Linked DNA regions of Mus musculus: region 1 is linked to region 2. A link is a contact called in public Hi-C data. All regions are on one chromosome and are shown on one strand. The core of a region is the stretch at or near the end of the contact, and the rest is flanking DNA. Distances in the headings are between cores, read along the strand shown.

Region 1 (3,394 bases), core at 456-2,955, 390 kb before region 2:
TGCATTAGTTGTTCAAATTCGTAAAGGTCCAAGGAGCTGCAGACACAGGTCAGTAGTTAGGAGAGCCTAAGTGTGGTTTCCAGCACCTATATCTGACCACAACCACTTTACAACTTCAGCTCTAGGGATCCAATGCCCTTTTCTGGCCTTCACAATCATCCATCCCCCCCCCCCCCCCCACACACACACTTGGATTTGAAAAAAATCCAAACCATTTTAACAGAAACTGCTACAAATACCTAGTTGTGATCTATGTACTAAATATTATAACAGGGTAGTAGTGACAGGAGTAGTAAGTACTCAACTTTCAATCTCAAAGCGTGAAGTATGGGCAAAAGGTCCTGATGAGGTAGATTCACATGAAAACTCAACTAAAATAAAAGACCATCAACTCCTTAGCCCAAGAAACCCAAGAGCCAGGCTGAATTTTAGTGAAATGGTATTATACAAAAACAACACCCCAACTCCCATCCTGGCTGACTAGGTCTAGCACCATACCTGAGAGATTCGAGGAAACTTCCTACAGGAGAAGTCAGTAAACCCTAAATCATGGAAGCCAGCAGGAATCGAAGGGTTGTTCTGGATAAAAGGTCTTCCCATGGCATCTCTGGGAAGCTGCTTGTGGACAAGTGCATTGTGGCGCAGCAGTCCTCGATGTGTGCGGAAGGTGACGCAGCAAATGTCACATCTAGGAGAAGAGAGTAACAACCATGAGGAGACGGCTCAGCGTCTCCAATGGTCTGTTAGCTTTATTGCTTCATTTTAGCTGAATAAAATAAAAATAAGGCATAAAGAAGTCACGTTACCAGTGTGCTCCACTCTCCGCTTGGTTTTTAAAAACAAGACTTCTCTGTGTAACAGCCCTGGCTGTTCTTGAATGTACTGACCAGGCTGGCTCTGAACTCTGATTCCCCTAACCCTGCCTCCCCGGTGCTGGGACTAAAGGCGGGCAGCACCATGCCTGGGTCCCTTTTGATTTTTTTTTTTTTAGGATAAATTCTAATAATTCTGGATACCGAATCTTTGCAGGTGGTACAGATGTATGCATGATACCATCATCTAAAGTTTGTGCACAAAGAGAAAGCAGCTGGGATCCTGGAAGTTGCCATAGCAGGAGCCTGTCTCCAAGTTTCTCCTCCTCCTCCTCCTCCTCCTCCTCATCCTCCTCCTCCTCCTCCTCCACCTTCACCACCACCACCACCACCAAGGAAAGAAATGCAACAAGACACAAGATGCCCATGTTGCTGGGCACAGTGGCACATGGCACTTGAGAGATACAAAGGCAAAACCCCGTTTCAGAAACAAACACCACATGCCTAGATGGCAGTAGTCAAACCACACAGCACTCCTGGTATTTAACAGAGATAAACTGATTATAGTTTATTGGTAGAAACTATGTTAAATTCTTGTTTCACTACCACTATTACCTGAAAAATAAGCACACACTGAGCTCACACAAATGCAAAGCCCCTCGTGGGAAGTGGATGAAGGCCAACAGGTGGTGGGCACCATGGTCTTCACTGAGAGTGAAGTCAATGCTGCGGCAATGGTATTGGAAGCATCCCCCAGGCCGAACTCACTACAGTCACTGGGGCTCCTCCTCACAATCCCTCATTCACAGATCTCACTGGTGTGAGGCAGGGCGGGTGTGCATACTTAGATGATGACAGAGTTCCATTTACTTGTGTTACTACATCTCACTGGGATGAACCCTCAAGAGGAGGGGCGTGTTGCCACTGTTTCTACAGAGCAAAGCAACTTGCTCCCCTTTACACTACATACTCACTAATAGAAACTTTGTTGCTCGTTCTTTTCTGGAAAGAATGACAATGAAAATCACTCATGTTGCAACTGAGCTGGGGCTGAAGCGGCCTGTGCAGCCTTGGTCATCACTCCCTAGCAGCAGAGGCACAATGCCCTCCTGCCTCTCCTCTGTTAATCTGGAAACATCCCCTAAACAAGATTTAGACGACCAGGTTCCCATTGGCCACTGGAGACACGAGGCTCTTTTTTGAGGGGAGTCTACTGAGCTTCCAACAGTTCTTACAGAAGTTGGGCTCAGACAACCTTCTCCTGGTGTAGCTCCCACCTTGTGAGTGGGGCATATCCTTGGGGAGACTTTATACTACAGGATCCCTCCCTTGTCAGAATACAAAGAAGGCTGAGGCACAGGTTAAATGGGACAGTGGCACAGATGCTGGCACTTTCGGCCAGGGTCTATTTTTGGCTGGAACAGGTTTGAGGTCTGAGAGCACACTCGTGATGCTGACCTCTGAGGCTGAGGAGATCAGGCCTCTGTCTGGAGACAGGACTCTTGCTTTTAGACTTTCTACGTTCAAGTTAATAGAACATGGTTACCAGCCCACCTCCTTACAATATTCTGGTTTAAAAAGATGAGAAATATCAGAATTACATAAACTGACCTCTGACTAGATATTAAGAAATTGATGTTAAGTTTTCTGCATATGCTAAATGTTCCTTAACACATGTATAAGAATGGGTGAAATGTCCTTTACCTCAACTACCGAGGTGATATTTTATCACTTCAAGTTTCAACAATGAAGGTCTCCAGCCACCGTTGAGTGTGCAGTGGGGTCTCAGCTGACAGAAGCTAACCTCTTTGGGTTTGGGACATGTAATAAGAAGGGGCTCCCTTTCATGTTTTTTTCTGCCTGCACACGTATGAGACGATGAGAACTTCTGGAAGGGTGGGGAGGGTTTGGGAATGGAGGGAAGTATTAAACCCAGGGCTCAGACTGTCCCACGGCTGCTGTCTCTAGAAACCAGAGCTAAGTTAAGGGACGAAGAAGACCTTTCCTGAAAGGTAAGATCAATGGCAGGTAGCAGGAGACCTCTCGCTGGTGTCTCCTGTAGGCACTGCCACTTGCCTGTCACTAACACCACTCTTTCATTTTACAGATCTTTCTCTTTCTTAAGAGTCCCAAGTATGTCATCTTGGGTGGCTTAGAAGTCTCTCTGTAGATCATTCTGCTCTCAAACTTGCAGGGATCCACTTCCTCTGTCTTCTAAGTACTGGATTTGTTTGTTTGTTTTTGGTTTTTCGAGACAGGGTTTCTCTGTATAGCTCTGGCTGTCCTGGAACTCAGAAATCCGCCTGCTTCTGCTTCCTGAGTGCTGGGATTAAAGGCATGTGCCACCACACCTGGCTGTTTGTTTTAAAAGGATCCCTGAGACACCAAGTTGCTGAGACAACAGGCACCGTCTGAAAATGTTTAGAGCAGCAGTTCTCAACCTGAGGGACCTGAGGACCCCTTTGGGAATCAAATATCAGCTATCCTGCAAATCAGATATTTACATTACAATTCCCAAGTTACAACAAGATAATTGTATGGTTGGAAGTCACCACAGCATGAGGAACTGCATTAAAGGGTCG
Region 2 (3,778 bases), core at 828-3,327:
CGACTCCCACATGCCTGGAGGGTCTATGGTCTGAGTACACCCAATCTGCATGACTCTTCCTCAGGACACTGATGCGATGTGGCCTTATTTGCTCCAGAAAAGCTTCTTGGGGGGCGGGGAGGGGGAGTAAGGGTAGAGGAAATATAAATTAAAACCTTTCCAGTCTTCAAGACATTCGTGACCAAGGGATAGATAGCCCCTATCCTGGCTCTAAGCTTCTCCTGTGACAGCATGTACCAGGGGCTGAAAAAGCCAGGAAGAGAGCCACCCTCTCCACCTAGCGGTAGCCTGAACTAAACAGAAACTAGCCTTGTGGTTTCCCCCAGACCTGTGAGAGCCAAAACCACCAGTTGCCAGGGAGGGCATCCGCTCCTCGGAGGAGGAGTCTGCTCCATTGTCAGGTTCTGTGGCAGAGCATTTGTCAGCTCAGACACGTCAAGGAAATGTCACTCATTGGAAAAGGACCTACTGTGGCCAGATGTCCCTCCCCCCGGGGCAGTGGGTGTCATTCTCTTTCTCTCTGGCTTTCTGTCTGTCTGTCTGTCTCTGTGTATCTGTATTTCTCTCTCTCTCTCTCTCTCTCTCTCTCTCTCTCTCTCTCTCTCTCATGTGTGTGTGTGGTGTATGTTCACACATATTTTTAGAGAGACTTTTTTACTGTGTAAAAAAAGTAGGCTGGTCCTAAACTCTGAACGCTGGACACCTCCTCCTCCTCCTCCTCCTCCTCCTCCTCCTCCTCCTCCTCCTCCTCCTCCTCCTCTTCTAGTCTCGGGATACCAAGGAGCTAGAATGGCAAGCACTTACCACTGTCTGTGCCTGGTGTGCCTCATTTTCGGAAGTCTCCAGCAGTCTGGCTGTAGAGGTTGCAGTGGGATCAGGCTTCTTTCCAGTTCCCTCTCTGACCCTTCCCCATTTCTTCCACAGAGCCTGGGGCTCTGGGCTCCTCTTCCTCCTCCCACAGTCTGTCTCCTGTGGTGTTAAATTTCACCCACACTGGGGTCTTTGTTAAACTGACCTTCATTGTATTTCCTCGTAGCTTTGCCTGACCACAGATGCTGGCCAGAGGCAGGAAACAGAGCTGTCCTTCAGAATGGACCCCAGTGGCATCCATGTCCCATGCTGTGATCATTGTACTGAGGTGTGGCTGCAGAGAGCATCCCTGGCTGGCCACCGGTGGGCACTCATATATTCAGATCTACTTCTCTGTGTGCAAGCACAGGTGTGTGTCCCTCTGCATATGTGTTAGTGCCTGGGGAGCTGAGAGTGACACTGAGCATCTTCTTCAACTACTTTCCTCATTAAAACACACACACACACACACACACACACATACACACACACACACTTATTGTTATATATATGGGTGTTTTGCATGCTCGAGTGTCTTTGCATCACATACATTCCTGATGACCCTGAAGGCCAGGAGAGGACATTGGATCTCCAAGAACTAGAATTACAGATGGTTGTGAGCATCCATGTTGGATGCTGGGACTTGGACCCAGGTCCTCTGGATGAGCAGCTGATGCTCAAAACCTTCAGCTCCATCCTCCTTACTTTTTAGAGAGAGGGCCTCTCAGTGAATCTGGAGCTCCATTTTTGACAGACCTTGGGAACAAGCCCCAATGATCCCGCTGCCTCTTCATCCCCAGTCCTGGGATCACAGGCGCAGCACTGCACTTAGCTCTTATGGGGGTGCAGGGGATCGTGCAAGCACTTTACATACTGAGCTGTTTCCCCAGGTCCCTCAAGTCTGCTTTTCTTAAATGAAAAACCAAACAAAACTCGTTGCGCAGTGAGAGATACGAACACTGAGTGGTGTTGAAGGTGAAGGCCAGTCCTGCCCCAGTTGACTTGGTACCCTTGTTACATGCTCTCATTGGCTAACTGAGTTAGGTGGCTGCTATTTCTCCAAGGACTCTAATTTTCAGTGTTCTGTTACCTGCAGTTACAAATACGCTCATATCAGACAATGCAGTTATAAAGCAAGACAGCAAACGCAAAGGATTACTGTGGTTTATTTTTTGTGTCTTTTGAGATGTGATCTTGCTCTGTAGCCTTGAGGAGCCTAGAGCTCACTATGTAAACCAGGCTGGCCTCAAACTCAGAGAGATTTACCGTCTCTGCCTCCCAAGTGCTAAGTTTAAAGGCATGTACCACCATGCCTGGCTTCTGATTCATTTTAATATTTAAAATTTATTATTATTATTATTATTTTTACAGTGTTAAGGGTTCAGCCTAGGGTCCCGAAGGTGGTAGGCATGTACTTTCCTGGGCTACATCTCCTATTCCTACTTGTTTTTTCTTTTTTAATTTTATTTACTTTATTTGGCTTTGTTTGTTTATGCACAAAAAATGGTTTGCCAGCATGTATGCATGTGTATCATGGGCATACGTGGTACCTGTGGAAGTCAGAAGAGGGCGTCAGATCCCCTGGAACTGGAGTTACAGATGGTTGTGAGTAGCCATGTGGGTGCTAGGACTTGAACCCAGGTCCTCTGCAAGAACAGTAAGCACAACTAACTGCTGAGCCATCTTTCTAGCTCTCTACTCTGAGTTTTTTCTTAAATGCAAAATTTATCTTCAGAAGTGACTAGGAAACTTTTAGAAATAGATCCACAATTTTTCCTTTGGATATAATAGATTCTGAACTGATCCAGCATATACACACTATTTATGTTTCAGAATTAGACCCTTTGAGCCCCCCTGGAAAGTGCATATCCTTTATTGGGAAGGGGGGCAAAGAGTCTCTACTGGTGTAGTAGCAGTGGTGTGTGTGTGTGCGTGTGCGTGTGCTTGTGTGTGTGTGTGTGTGTGTGTGTGTGTGTATGTGTATGTGTGTGTGTGTGTGTGTGTGCACCAGCTCGTGTGAGAAGCAGGAATAGAGGGAGAATTCATCTGGATCATGTGCAAGGAACATAGGATTATGATATTATTTCTGCCTAATGAGGAACCTGCAATGCTAACAGAACAATATTATAGTGTAAAATAGGCCTGCCAGAGAAAGAGGGTGATGGGGACACCTGTCAGTCAGTTAACGCGGGCTGAAAGGGCTTATGGGAAACTATTCCGGAGGAGCTGGCATCTGGCCTGTAGATTGGCTAGTCTTATGGTGGTGACAAAGTGCCCCATGTAAAGAACTTGAGGGAAGATTTGCTGATGCTCACAGCTTCGGAGGCGTCAGTCTGTGGCTGCTTGGCTCCATTCTCTTGACAGAGCATCGTGAAGGTGGGAGGGCGGGATGAAAAAGCTTCTTCATGGCAGAAGCTGAGAGATGGGTACAGGAAGGACCAGGTCAAGATACAACACCACAGAGTCACCCACGGCGACCTAATACTCCGGCTGGTAGCAGCCTCTTACTTTTTGTAGCATCTCCAAGCCATGCTTCCAAATTATAAATCCATCAAGGGGTTGGTTAATCCACTGATTAGCTCAGAGCCCTTAGGATCCAGTCACTTGTCCTCATCCGCCTAGTCAGTGAAGGGACACTTCACACTCCATAACAGCATGCACTTGCCCTTTTGGATGGTTGAATGTCTATGAGAGGACACAATAGAGGGCCTGGGTAGAGGGGACAGCAGCTGCCATGACGGGCCATAGGTCCCTATCCCACTGCCCCTTTCTCTTTGCTTTGGACTCCAAGTCCAGGTCTGTCATGCTCACCTCTTCACAGATGAGTAAGGCTCTCAATGCTCCTGAGCTAGGCTGCAGTCCCCTCTGCTTTGAAGGCCACACAAGAGAAGTTGCCATCCGCTGGAAGCAGTGCTGAGAGAGACTCATC

What was found. A called contact is a pair of places that touch in the nucleus more often than the background predicts.
Region 1: a Hi-C map of adipose-derived mesenchymal stem cells shows a contact between it and region 2, with 2.5 times the contacts expected there. The contact joins the enhancer-like site here to the promoter of Lncbate6 in region 2. A contact is called at or near these places in 1 of 15 datasets of contacts at CTCF or cohesin (stem cell-derived epiblast-like cells), 9 of 484 Hi-C or Micro-C datasets (the 63-12 cell line, adipose-derived mesenchymal stem cells, bone marrow-derived macrophages and 6 more) and 2 of 115 datasets of contacts at active chromatin or transcription factors (large pre-B cells and regulatory T cells).

The regions. Positions count from the first base shown.
Region 1 is chr13:37,925,417-37,928,810 of GRCm38.p6, reverse strand. It overlaps Rreb1 (ras responsive element binding protein 1), which reads right to left. Exons shown (of 12, transcript NM_001177869.1): 8 at 499-688. Among named protein-coding and RNA genes, the nearest start is that of Rreb1, 38 kb to the right of the region's middle. Within about 2 kb of position 1,705, at least 9 of the 459 cell types and tissues checked have an H3K27ac peak or open chromatin away from gene starts, as enhancers often do. A contact at or near this core is called in adipose-derived mesenchymal stem cells, where this site is marked.
Region 2 is chr13:37,538,435-37,542,212 of GRCm38.p6, reverse strand. It overlaps Lncbate6 (a long non-coding RNA gene), which reads right to left and starts at 2,077. Exons shown (of 3, transcript XR_382205.2): 1 at 805-2,077.